Linked DNA regions of Pan troglodytes: all the other regions are linked to region 2. A link is a contact called in public Hi-C data. All regions are on one chromosome and are shown on one strand. The core of a region is the stretch at or near the end of the contact, and the rest is flanking DNA. Distances in the headings are between cores, read along the strand shown. Region 1 has its middle 15 kb from the start of SP4. Region 2 has its middle 160 kb from the start of SP4. Region 3 overlaps SP4 (Sp4 transcription factor).

What was found. A called contact is a pair of places that touch in the nucleus more often than the background predicts.
Region 1: a contact with region 2 is called in a Hi-C map of blood, with 3 times the contacts expected there. The contact joins two enhancer-like sites. A contact is called at or near these places in 1 of 7 Hi-C or Micro-C datasets (blood) and 1 of 1 datasets of contacts at active chromatin or transcription factors (stem cell-derived excitatory neurons).
Region 3: a Hi-C map of induced pluripotent stem cells shows a contact between it and region 2, with 3 times the contacts expected there. The contact joins two enhancer-like sites. A contact is called at or near these places in 6 of 7 Hi-C or Micro-C datasets (blood, induced pluripotent stem cells, a lymphoblastoid cell line and 2 more).

What each region holds. Positions count from the first base shown.
Region 1 is chr6:27,233,454-27,237,755 of NHGRI_mPanTro3-v2.0_pri, forward strand. No RefSeq gene overlaps it. Among named protein-coding and RNA genes, the nearest start is that of SP4, 15 kb to the right of the region's middle. Within about 2 kb of position 1,943, at least 2 of the 24 cell types and tissues checked have an H3K27ac peak or open chromatin away from gene starts, as enhancers often do.
Region 2 is chr6:27,084,283-27,088,791 of NHGRI_mPanTro3-v2.0_pri, forward strand. No RefSeq gene overlaps it. Among named protein-coding and RNA genes, the nearest start is that of SP4, 160 kb to the right of the region's middle. Within about 2 kb of position 2,154, at least 3 of the 24 cell types and tissues checked have an H3K27ac peak or open chromatin away from gene starts, as enhancers often do. A contact at or near this core is called in induced pluripotent stem cells, where this site is marked.
Region 3 is chr6:27,324,549-27,328,924 of NHGRI_mPanTro3-v2.0_pri, forward strand. The region is part of intron 5 of SP4 (Sp4 transcription factor); the gene reads left to right. Among named protein-coding and RNA genes, the nearest start is that of MIR1183, 33 kb to the left of the region's middle. Within about 2 kb of position 2,588, at least 1 of the 24 cell types and tissues checked has an H3K27ac peak or open chromatin away from gene starts, as enhancers often do. A contact at or near this core is called in induced pluripotent stem cells, where this site is marked.

The DNA.
Region 1 (4,302 bases), core at 693-3,192, 150 kb after region 2:
GGTGACTTGAGAGATCAAGTGCGTGGTTTGACCTCTGACTTGGGGTTTATTCGACGGCATCCTCCTCCCCCGATCGTTCCCTTGGGGTGGGCTGTCCATATGCATAGTGGTCGGCCAGCACCTGGGAGGGGCCGCATGCGCAGTACGTTTACTGAGGTTGCACGCATGCTCACTCGAGGCGTTCTTTCCTTACCAGTGCAGTGCTCCTAGAGGAAGGTGATATAACAGTTAAACTCTGCCATTTTGCCTCTTTGTGGGCATGGTTGAGTCCACTCACCCACCTCCTGAGATCTTATCGGGAAGCTGCTAATCACCAGTTTCAGGTGTTTCTAGATAATGGGAGACTGCCTTTCCCTGGTGCCAGCTGTGACCAATTATTATTTTAGAGAAACAGTTTAACAACGGCTTGACCATCACCTGATGGCTGTCCAACCAGACATCTTGGTGGAGCCTGCCTCTTGGTGGAGGCAGGAGGGTGTGCTCTGTCCTGCCCTGCTCATGTCTGACTAGCTACCTACTGTAACAGGAGGAACTTGCTTTTAAGAAAGTCTCCAAGAATAAAGACAGGGATGGGAAGTATGGTAAAATTTTCTGGCTTTCCAAAAGATATACTCCTAACAGGCTGCCTGGATAGATTGTACTTCTCAAGGAATTCACATGAGAAACAGAAACAGACATGAGTGTGGGAAGAACACAAGATTTTTGGAAGGATTTGCCCATCTTGTGGTTGCATGTGTTACCAAGGGCTCCCTGGCCTAGAAGTAGGAAGGCAGGCAGACAGCAGGTGGATGGTTCGAGATTGGATAGTACCAGGGTGCCTTATGAAGTGTTTTCCACAGCAGCAGCTCCAAGGGTTGAGGGGTTGGCCCTGGAGTTATGTCAGGTCCAGCCAGGCCTCCTGTTTTTTTTTCCCACCTCAAATGTGCTTTCCCCGTATTTTCCTGCTTCTACACCTCTGCTCTGTCTGGAATTCCCTTCCCCTCCCACCCTACAGCTATTCATATTTTGGGCATCCTTCAAGATCCAATTCAAGCTCAAGCTCCCTGACAAAGTTTTCCCTCACAGCCCCAGCCTGGAGGGATTGCTCCTTGCCTTAAACTCCCATTACAGTTATTGACTGGAGAATTCATTTTGCAATTAATCACCTACTGCCTTGTGACATCTCTTCAATTATGGCTTCAATTGAACTTTTATTTATGGTTTCTGGGTTGTATAACTTCTCCTGTGATGATGGTTTGTCATCTCTCCAGCTTCCCTGTGGGCTTCTTGAAGCCAGGAGCACCTTTTGCTTGTCTGTGGAGCCCCCATCACTCCACACAGCTCCTTACACAGGAAGATATACAGATTATATAAGTTGATACACTTTATTAATCATTAATATTCCATGCTGACACCTAACTGATAATCCTGTTTACTTTCAAATGATTATTTAACATGCGAGTACTGTAATAATATTTCTTCCCACTACAAACATGTTGTGTACTCTCCCTTTTCCATCACAGATGTTTCTGAGGACTAATGCTGTTGAGTTCTCTTGTCAATTTGATCTTAATTTTTCAGCAGAGATGGGAGAGCTTGGTAATAAGCGAACAGCTCTGGAAACAGGTGTCCTGGTTGGAGTCTTAGCTCTGCCATTTGCTAGAAGGATGAGCCTGGGCAAGTCATTTAACTTTTCCATACCTCAGTTTCTTCATCTGCAAGATGTGGATTATAACAGGCTTTTCACTGATCTATTTTGGGGGTTAAACAAATTACACCATGTGACATTCTTAGGTCAGCATCTGGTGAATGGTGAAGCCCTTGATAACTTGCTAGCTGTTATTTCTGTGTGACTGGAAATTTCCAAATTTAAAGTATGAGATTCACATGTCTTTCCACTCTTCTTTTATCACTAAAGAACAGAGAGCAGGCAGTGAAGCTGCCTCTCTACCTCAGAACACCAGGCTGCAGTCTAAACTCTGCCACTTAGTTTGTGTTATTTTAGGCAAGATACTCAACCTCTTTGGGGTGCTGTGAAGATCAGAGAGTAAACATCTGTGAAAGTACTTTGTAAACAGCATACTTGCTTACCCAAAGCAAGGAGCTGTGGGTGAGAACAGGAAATACATTTAATTGGTTCAGTTTTGAAAATCTTACCCTTAGAAAATTCGCTTTAGGAAAAGAGTAACTCTTTGTCTCTCTTTGGTTGAATTACCCTAATTATCTTATGCGGCCTTCATATTTCTTTTCTTTTTTATGTTTTATCGTTGTTGAGGGTTTTCTTCTTCTTGTTGTTGTTGTTAAAAAAAAAAAAACTATTGGTGCTGTGGGAAGTCTTTCTGAGCCTATGATATGCTTCCTTTTCTCATCTGTAAATCTGGTTGGTCTACTAAACAAACAGCCGCATTCACCAAAGTCAGACACATCCTTCATGATTTAAAATCTGTGGCTGTGCTTTGACAAAGGAGCTCCGTAGGGAATGGTAATGCGATTAGGATGGTAACTGGCTGGAGGAGCAGGAACATGCCAACCAAACAACTCTCTTTGCAGGGTTCCTTGGAGACAAGTGTCAGAGGCAGGTTAAGAGCAAGGTTTCTGGCACCAGGCACTTGGGTTCAAATCCCCACTCCCTACCATTTATTTTCTGGGTAAGCTTGCAAATTATTAAAACGCTGAGTGCCTCTATTTTCACATCTGTAAAATGAGAACAACTATAACACCTAACTTTTAGAGCTAACGGGGGATTAAATCAGTCAATACATGTAAAGTGCTTATATATAACACAGTAAGTGCTAAGTATTTGTAATTAACATACACATAGTCACTGGCAGCAAAGGCATGTCTTTTTGTACTAAATGAGCCTTCCCAAATGTCAGTGCATCCTGAGAAGCTGTGCTATGACAAATAGAGGATTCATTTTGTTTAGTCTGGAGGTTTAAAAATAATACACGCCTAATAGGTTTCTCTTCCTCTTTCCCCTTTTCCTCAAGGCCACAGCCAAGGTTAGGAAAGGTGGATCTGGAACATACTGATTAGCTTGAAAAAGATAAGAGAGTGAGTGAGCTCCAACACTGGTTGAGCCTGTCATCTAGGTCTTCCTAGGGTAGGAGTCATTCCCAATGAATTTGCTCCCTGGCTTATTTTGTCCAGCTGATAGAGAGAGGAAAAGAAAAATGATGATGATGAAGAGGGGGGAAGAGAGAGAAAAATAAAGAGAATTGGTTTAGAGAACCTGGGCCTCTCTCTGGAGTAGGAGCCAACCCTTGGCCCCATCGTTCCTCTTCCACCTCTTAGAAGGGAATGTGGTAGCCAGAGAGATGCCTGGACCTTCTGCAAAGTATAACTTGCCCTCAAGTTTGAACTACCTTGTCTCATGAGTTGCATGAAAGGAAGAGAACCCATAGAATGAAAGCTCAATAAGAATCAGGCAGATTGGGCCTTCTCTTAGGAAAAGAAGGCCAGCCCCTCACTCCTTCTTACCTTTCTGACCTTATAAAAGAAAATGCATTCAGGCTGGGCATGGTGGCTCATGCCTGTAATCCCAGCACTTGGGGAGGCCGAGGTGGGCGGATCATGAGGTCAGGAGATCAAGACAATCCTGGCCAACATGGCGAAACCCCATCTCTACTAAAGTAAAAAAAATGAGCTGGGCGTGGTGGCGCGTGTATGTAGTCCCAGCTACTCACGAAGCTGAGGCAGGAGAATCGCTTGAACCCGGGAGGCGGAGGTTGCAGTGAGCCGAGATCGCGCAACTGCACTCCAGCCTGGCGACAGAGTCTCAAAAAAATAAAAAAGAAAATGCATTCCAAGAACCCAAGGGAGGGATCCTCAGAACTGCAGAGCACTGCGGAAGTTTGTGGGCGGGGGGGAGCCATGGACGTTGTTGTTTAGTTTAGCACTTCTCAAACTTTGCTGTGTGTCGAATCACCTGGAAATTTTGTTAAAACACATGGGTGGGGCTGAGATTCTGGATTTCTAACAAGCTCCCAAGTGATACCATCTCTGCTGGACTGAGGAGTTCAATTTGAGTACAGTCTTCTAGATGAATGGTGTCCTAGAGCTGCATGATATAATAGTTTCCTGCCAACCTACTACCTCCTTGATAATGTGGCCCATCTGTGTACACTTAAACCTGGCCACTTGCGTCTTGGATACAGAGTGACAAGAAATGCCCTAGTCCTTGATTCTGATCCCAAACTTTGAAAGAAAGAAGAAGGAACAAAGAGTACAAAGGTTCTTATCTTGGCCAACCAGTTATGTGAGTGATTTTTTTCCATTCCATTCACAAGCTAGAATTGGCTGAAGGAAGCCTAATATGATTAT
Region 2 (4,509 bases), core at 904-3,403:
TAAAAGATCAAACAAATATTTATTGGGACAGATTTTTTGCAACCCAATAAAATAAAGCCCTGAGAGAAGGAAGTCTAACAGAGGGCAAAGCAAACTATAACCCCTTTCTGGTCAGTCTTCTTTTTCCTACAAAATCTCTAGGAATACCTATAAATACTAAATTATGAAGATTTGAAAAACATACTCTAGACTCATGCTCCATCACTTGTGCTCAGGGACTGTTTAATTGGAGCCTGTACCAAGATGCTAATTCCAAATTTATTCCTCAAAATGATTTCTGCTTCAAATTTAAGCACCCCTCTTAGTTGGCCCAACTTAGTGAATGTCAGAATTTGAGATGAGAGCTGACTGATGAGATTCCAAGCATGGAATGGTCAGGAAGAGCCAGAGGAATTGGCTAAAACATTAGCACCATGCTTCCAGGCATTCACACTGTGCAAATGCTTCTGTGGTGGGCAGGCCTCCTTATTATCTGCAGGTTCCCAAACCAGGAAGACTGTGAGCCATTCCCCCTCAAAGACCAAAGGCATGGATGCAAATTTGCCCTTATTGCCCAGAGTGGCAGAAATCACTAGAGCACATGGGCTGAGGCATGGCCACATATACCGATGTGTAAGCCACTTATGTGATGGACAGTTTCCTTTCCTTTTATTTTATTTTATTTTGATACAAGGTCTTACTCTGTCCCCCAGGCTGGAGTGCAGTGGCAAGATCATGGCTCACTGCAGCCTCAACCTCCCTGGGCTCAGGTGATGCTCCTACCTCAGCCTCCCAGATAGCTGAGACTACAGGTGTATGCCACCACGCCTACCTAATTTTTTTTTTTTTTTTTGAAATAGAGATGAGGTTTCTCTGTGTTGCCCAAGCTGGTCTCAAACTCCTAGGCTCAAGCAATCCTCCCACCTTGGCCTCCCAAAATGCTGAGATTACAGGCGTCAGCCATTATGTCTGGCCGCCATTTATTTTTGAGAGAGATCCCTGAACCAACACCAAAAATGAAAAATGGCCCCTGTTTGATATTCACCCTTTGGGATTTTTTAGTCATGATTTAGCCAAGAGGTCTATCTGTAGCATCTACATCTGCTATCATTCCTGATCAGGTACATGATCCATGGACCCAACCTTAGGAGTGAAGTTAATTCCTTTGAGCCTAGGTAGTTCTGAGTTTTCACATCATCTCATGCACTTTTCATGAGAACGCCTTTTGCCTGCTATTTAACAGATGAGGCAGCTGAGGTGTAGGTAAAGAGATTTCCCCAAGCTCTCAAAGTTGCTCATACAGTAGCGTAACACACAGAATGAAATAGCTGATCCTCAGACCCAGATCTTCTGATTTTAAGCCCAGGATTTTTTCAGTGATCTGGGAACTGCTTTCCCCATAGATTTTCCAAGTGTTACCAATTACTGCCAGTCCTGGTAGGTCCCTGTGTAATACAAGGAACTTCCATAGTAACAGCCTGCTTGTTTCCTCCACTGGGGATGTTTGAAGCCACTAAAACACACATCAAAACTGACATTTATAACTCCTAGATTTACAGCCTGTACTTCAGAAAGTGATATGTATCAATCTAGCTACTGACATTTAGGGCTAAAAAAAAAAAACAAACCCTGAGGTAATATGATTGGCCACATTCTGTTTTTGTTTTTTGTTTTTTCCGATATTGCAACCACTGGACTTAAATAGAAAATGTTCAAAAGACCCCAAATGTCACAGTCAAGAACTGCATGTAATTACTAACCAATTAGGTAAGATCGTTGGTCTAACTGGCTCGGAGGGAAAGAAAAATGAAAGCCTCAGGACATAAGCCTACAAGGCATTCCAACTTGGTACTGGGGTTGCAAAGCAGAAGTACTTCCTTTTTTAATCTTTCAGCATTTCTATTGTATTCCATCTTTAGAGAGAGAGTTAATTTTTCTGTGCTTAGTTTACTAGTTTGTAGAACTCAGCGACTATCTCTGAATAAGGCATAAGGAAGAAAATTTGCCACACAGTACCAACTGGGAAAAGCTAACTTATCATTCAGTAACAGGCACTCCCCAGATCTCAGTGACTTTACATTACAAAGGTTAACTGCTCGCTCACAGAACACATCCATCTCCATTTGACAGGGAACTCTCATTCATGTGGTTCTCACGCTGAGACCTGGCTGACAGCAATATCTGGAATATTCTGGTCACTGTGGCTAAGGGGAAGTAAACTCTGGAGGGGCTCACACCAGCAATACTTTGACCTGGAAGTGACATGTGCTATTATTACCTCCTGCATCTCTCTTGTAAGAACAAGTAACATGGCCTTATCCTACCCCACCACAAGAGGGCCAGGCAGTGTGGTCCCACCAGAGCAGAAAGCAGGAAATACTCAATATACCACCCTCATGGCTGGTGGTACTGGGATAAAAATGGCATCTCAGAAAGAAAAAAACAAGTCTCTTTTCAACATATTCTGCTATTCTGATGCTTGCCTTTGACGTTCTCGTTCACATGAAAACCAAACATTGTAAAATGTGTATGTTAAAGGGAATTTGGAAAATAGAAACACAAATTTTGAGCTATTAATGTTTTGTGAATGTCCATAGTGTAACACCCAAACATCCACACATTCATTCATTCATGAATCTATTCCCCATGCAGATATTATCTGAGCAATAGACAGATGATGAGGACATGCACAAAGCAGTCCCTTCACTCCTAGAACTGACAGTACCTGGGGGAGATGACCTGCCATGCACCACTAGCACAGTGTGACAGAGGAAGAAGGGGCCAGAAGCACATAGGAGGGGCGCCCAATCCAGTTAGAGCGTCAACAGAGACTGCCGGGAGGATAGTACCCCTAGGCTGAGACATGAGGGAAAGGAAACACATTTTGGTACATTTCCTTTCAGTCTGTTTCCCTCTAAGCCTAGTTTGTTATTTTTACATAATTGTAAGAAAACTGTTTAGCCAAATTTGTATACTGCTGTGCAGAAAACTAGGTCTTTACAGTGTCACTTTTTAACTCAGAGAAATCCATATGACAACAATTTGTTACTTTCTATAAAACTTCAGCATATGAACAAAATTTGCAAATGTGGAATTTTATGATGCTGATACAGAAAACATATGTTAACTAAGAATGAGCTTGTATTTTTACTTCTCAGTATTTTATTGCCTTAGCCAGGCTGTCAACCAAATATATAAATTTCAAACATTAAGAGGTACAAATCAACCCACTAAAATATCTGTCAGAGCTTTCTGCATTAATCAACTGTGATGTATTGTAACATACAGGGAAAAAAATTGTGACAGAAATTGAAAACTAATCGAATAAGCATAATATTAAAAAGCATGAATTTGAGTTATTACTTAAGCTTAAATAAAAGAGTAGGAGTGAAAACTTCCTGTAGTACCTGCACATTGCAGTTTATTATAAATTTTCTACGTGTTATAGAAAATTAAACTGTGTACTACTTATAAAAGGGTTTTAATTTAATTGGACACATTCAAGTTATATTAAAATATATTTCAAACCTATTTTGGTTGCTTTAAAGAGTAGCTTAAAATTCTACACTCAATGTTGACTAATATTTTAAAATTCTTTAAAATTTTGGCCAAAAAGGACTAATTTCTTAATAAGTATATCTCTCTTTAGCCAAGAGCCAACATCATGTCTGATGGTGAAACACCAAAGGCATTTCCATTAAAATTCAAAAAGATAAAGAAAAGATTGTCCCATCATAAATATTAAATAACAGTTTTCAGAATATTCTGGCTAGTTCTCAAAATAAGATTAGAAATAAGAGGAATAAACATTGGAAGGAGGGGAATTATCATTATTTTTCATCAACAAAATTATATACTTAGAAAGCCCATAAAAATCTCTCATAATCATTACGAATTTCACTAAAAGTGATAGATGAATCTGCACAGTCAACCACTATTTTAAATAAATATAAAAATGTTAAAAATAGAAAAGCTAAGATTACTTATGCTTATAATCATAGCAATGTGTAAAAACACACCTGGAATAAATGCTAAAGAAAATGTGCATAAATCATAAGAAATAAATTACAAATATTTCTCTGAAGATTTAAAAATATTTGTCTCCATAAAAGCCCAAATAATATGAAGATAATTCATCCCAAATTGATTGATGACTAGCTGGGCATGGTGGCTCACGCCTGTAATCCCAGCACCTTGGGAGGCCGAGGCGGGTGGATCACCTGAGGTCTAGAGTTCAAGACCAGCCTGGCCAACATGGTGAAACCCCATCTCTACTAAAAATATAAAAATTAGCCGGGTGTGGTGGCACACCCCTGTAGTCCCAGCTACTCAGGAGGCTGAGGCAGGATAATTGCTTGAACCCGGGAGGCAGAGGTTGCAGTGAGAGGAGATCATGCCAATGCACTCCAGTCTGGGTGACAGAGTGAGACTCCGTCTCAAAAAAAAAAAAAAAATTGATTGATGAGCTTAAAGTTATTCCAGTTGAAGTATTTTCTGTCTCTAACTGGATTAATTGAATTATCTTAGATT
Region 3 (4,376 bases), core at 1,338-3,837, 240 kb after region 2:
AGACTTCTGCCACAATTATGAGAGATGTAAGGATTGAGGGCTACCATGTCTTTCCATTTTCCAAACCAATCTTTTAGCCAACCCATAAATGGGTCATCAATTCCAGCATTTTCTGCCAGTTCATTGGCCAGAGTTGTTGGTCTTCGTAAAGCTTTTCTGATGGTCCCATCTGGGGCAGTATTGTTGGGAATGAAAGTACAACATTTCCCACCCAGCATAACACATACGCCCCCTTTTTCTGCTAGTATCATGTCTAGCGCAAGCCTGTTTTCCCAGGCCATTTGGCTGGTGGCATTTAACTGGCTAGCCACCCCTTTGAGGATGTCCCGAGTATAATTGATGAATCTCTGTTGATTATAATAGATGTAGTTAATCTAGTCCACATTCTTAATAGTTGACCACCAGAAGAGTGCTGACTTAAACCGAGCTGCTATTTGGTTTCGGGCCTTAAATTCATTAGGCACCCCCCCCCCTCCGGGAACTCCTATAGAGTTAACATATATATTGGGATCAAAAGATACGTCAAATCTCTCTGGTTTTGGTAGCCGTGTGTATTTTCGGGTATCTTATGGAATACCAGGATGAAGGGAATGGCCAACTGGACTAAAGCACAAGTCCCAGTCCGATTGGATGGTAACAACTTATCATCCTTTTTTCCCACAGTACCACCAGACATCAGCCGTGGTGTATGGAGAGCTGAGTAATTGCCATTGCCTGACTCAACCTGTGATGCTTAGGATGTGGGTACAAGTTGAGAGTTCTCCCATGGGCTTATTGAATTCTGCCCCCTGCCTGGAGAGGCAAGAGGAGTAGTTCATATTCCCTGTAGAGAATGAGGGGTTCTGACCCCTCTCCACAATGCGGGAAAGAGCAATGACAGACTCTTACAAGTCTCATTTTCCCATGCATCCTTGTCTCGGTATAGAGCCAACATGCAACACATTACTTCAGGATCAGTATTCCATCCTAGGGGAAATGGAACCACCCATGCCTGAGGTCCTCCCGCAGCACATGCATAGTAGTTACTCTTGTTGAGGGCTTGTACCAAAAATGTGACCCACTCAACCCAGGCATTCACATCCCCATACCCTCAGTTTTTAAGGTTTGCTTTACATCCTTTACCTCAATTATTTTTAGCCTTTTAGGATCATTATTTGGTGGACTAAAGTGTTTACTAGGGCCTGGGCTTGGAGCAGTACCAGACACTTGTGGGGTTGAGTTTTTGATGAGTTTGAGAATAAATTGCCCTACGGGGTCTTTCCCTGTGATGTCTGCCCCTAACCCATATAACCAAGAGTCTTCCAGAACTGGGGCCAGCCCATGTTTTCTTTTTAGATTTTTCTCAGAGTTAACTTTAAGGGTTCCTTAGGTGACCCATGCACTTTCCACTCGTCTTTTCCCCTCCTTTCCAGGGTCTCCTTTACCAGTCCCTTGACTCGAGTATAGTGAGTCCACCTCATGCAGCTGTTCGCATGGCTGTCTCAGTGGTCAGGAGCACTTGATAGGGACCTTCCCAGCTTGGGTGGAGCTTGTCTTCTTTCCAAGTCTTAATCAGCACCAAGTTACCAGGCTGAAAGTGGTGAGCCATGAACTCAAGAGGTGAAGTTTGAGTTAGAAGTCGTTTTAACCTAAGGGATGACAGGGTGGAGTATATGGCCACTATATAATTTCTTTAAAAATTGATCCTTGGTTTCCATAGCCGGAAGATCTGTAGCTCTGCACAAATATAGGAGCCCATATAATGACTCGTAGAGGGGCAATCCCAAGTCTTTTATTGGGGCTTGTTCTAATCTAAGGAATGCTATTGGGGGACATTTGGTTCAAGGCATTTTAGTTTTTAAGATTAGTTTGGTGATATGCTTTGTGAGAGTTTGATTCATTCTTTCTACCTTTCCAGAGGAAGGGAGATGCCAAGGGGTGAGATAATCCCATTTAATTTGTAAACCTTCCATAATTCACGTTAACACCCTTGAGGTAAAGTGGCTTCCATTGTCTGAATTAATATTTTCCATCAGTCCAAAGCTAGGTAAATCTGTTTTAATATTATTTTGACCACATTCCCAGCAGTGGCTGTTGGAAGGGGAAAGGCTTCTACCCAGCCTGAAAGGTAATCTACCATCACCAGTAAATACTTCAGTCTTCCTACTTTGGGCATTTCTGTGAAATCTACTTGAATGCTTTGAAGTGGTCTTACTCCGGAGGTCTTCCTGTTTTCTAATCACCTTTTTGTTTATCTTTTGACAAGTTAACACAATTTCCACATGCTTGTTTAGCAAGGGTATAAATCCCTATACACCCATAATTCCTAAGTATTGTATCACACAAAGCCTGGGGTCCCCATTGACTCCATTTGTGTAATGTAGATACTAGTTTTCTCATTAGGGGTTTACTTATTTCAGGAAGTACCCATTTGCCATCTTCAGTCTGAGTGACCCCTGTCCTGTCTAATTCTTCCTCCTCCTCTCTGGTAAACTGGGGCCTTAATACTGGCTTAGGGATGTTTGGGAGCAGACTACATAGTCTAATTTCTTCGTCCAGGGAGGCTTGCTTAGCAGCTTCATCTGCAAGCCTGTTTCCTGTAGCTTCTATAGTGTTCCCTTTCAGATGACCATTTACATGAACTATGGCTACCTCTGCTGGAAGCAGGAGGCTTTCTAAAACCTGTTTGACCAGTTACCCAGGTACCAATTATTTTCCCCTGCTATTTATTAGACCCTGCTCTGTCCAGATTTTTTTTAAAGTGTGTTCTAACCCATTAAGCATATTTAGAATCAGTATATATAGTGCCTTCTTTGGCCTTAAGGAGCTTTATGGCCGGGTTAAGACCATATAATTTACAGATTTGGGCTGACCAGCCATTAGGTAATCTACCTTTCTCACATAGGGAGTGTTTATCTCCATCAGTGACAGCATTGCCGTCTCTCGTTCGTCACAACTCATCCACAAAGAGCCTTATCCCATCATGTAGTGGAGCTTCCCTAAGGTTTGGTCCTACTTTGGTTTGTTATTCTATGATATCTAAGCAGTTCTGGTCTGATGTCTTTGATCTCCTCTCCTTTCCATAGGAAACTGGCTGCATTTAGGCAAATATTTGTTGTTACAAGCAAATAATTTTTTTTCTTAATTATATGGCTTCATATTTTATGAAGAATGTGTTCAAACTATCTCCCGGCTTTTGGTTTAATATATTCCTGACCTGGTGTGGGGCGCTTACTATTAGGGCCCCAACAAAGGTTAGCTTTCTACTCTCCTACCAGCAGGGCTGTGGCAGCACTGCTTGCACATATTTGGGCCACCCCTGAGAGACAGGATAGAGAAGCTTGAAGGCAAAAGCAACAGATTCCCTCTTCCCTCCCCAGGTTTGAGTGAGCACCCCAAGGGTGATCCACTGTTACCAACAGATGGAATGGTTTCTCTAAAGATGAGAGGACCAGGACCGCGGCTGTAATGAGGGCCTGCTTTAGCTCTTTTACCACCTGAATTTCCTTTGAGGACAATTGCAAGGGATTGGGTTCTTCTTCTAGTAACTTGATATATAGAGTCTTTGTCTTTTGATCATATGAGTCAATCCATAACCTATAGTAGCCAGTTAAATCTAAAAATTTTTGGAGTTCTCTTTTTGTCTTAGGCAAAGGCAGACCCACTATTCCCAGTATTCTCTCTGGGTTTATTCTTCACATCCCTTCACTAATCAGGTGTCCTAAATATTTAACTTCTTTTTCTGCAAACTGCAGTTTGTTCTTAGATACTCGCAATCCCCTTTCTCCTAGGAAATTAAGCTTGTGGTGGTTTCTGATACCTCGGCCCTCCTCTCCCCAGAAATTAAAAGATTATCTATGTATTGTAACAACTGGGTTCCCCTGGAAGGTTGAAATTCCTCCAGGACTTTTTCTAAGATTTGACCAAATACGTTTGGGGCTTCTGTGAAACCTTGTGGCAGCACAGTCCAGGGGTACTGTTGTTTTCTCCTAGTTATAGCATCTTCCCATTCAAAGGCAAAGAGGTTCCCTAATCCTAAAGTCTAGGGGACATGCCCAGAATGCATCTTTTGGATCCACCACATTGAACCACTTACGTTCATAGGGTATCTTACTAAAGAGGGTGTAGTGTTTAGTCACCACAGGGTGGTAGGTCTGGACAGTTTGATTTATAGCCCTTAGATCTTGTAGCAATCTATACAACCCATCAGGCTCTTTGGGAGAATTGGAGTATTGTAACATGCAGGGTTTTAATTGTCCATCATTAATCAATCCCTCTATTACCAGTTGGAGACCTTTTCTCCCTTCAGTGGAAATGGGATATTGTTCTCTGCAAACTACTTCTGGTTGTTTTAGGTTAATCTGTAAGGGTGTGATTTTTAACCCTCTGTTGCCTTC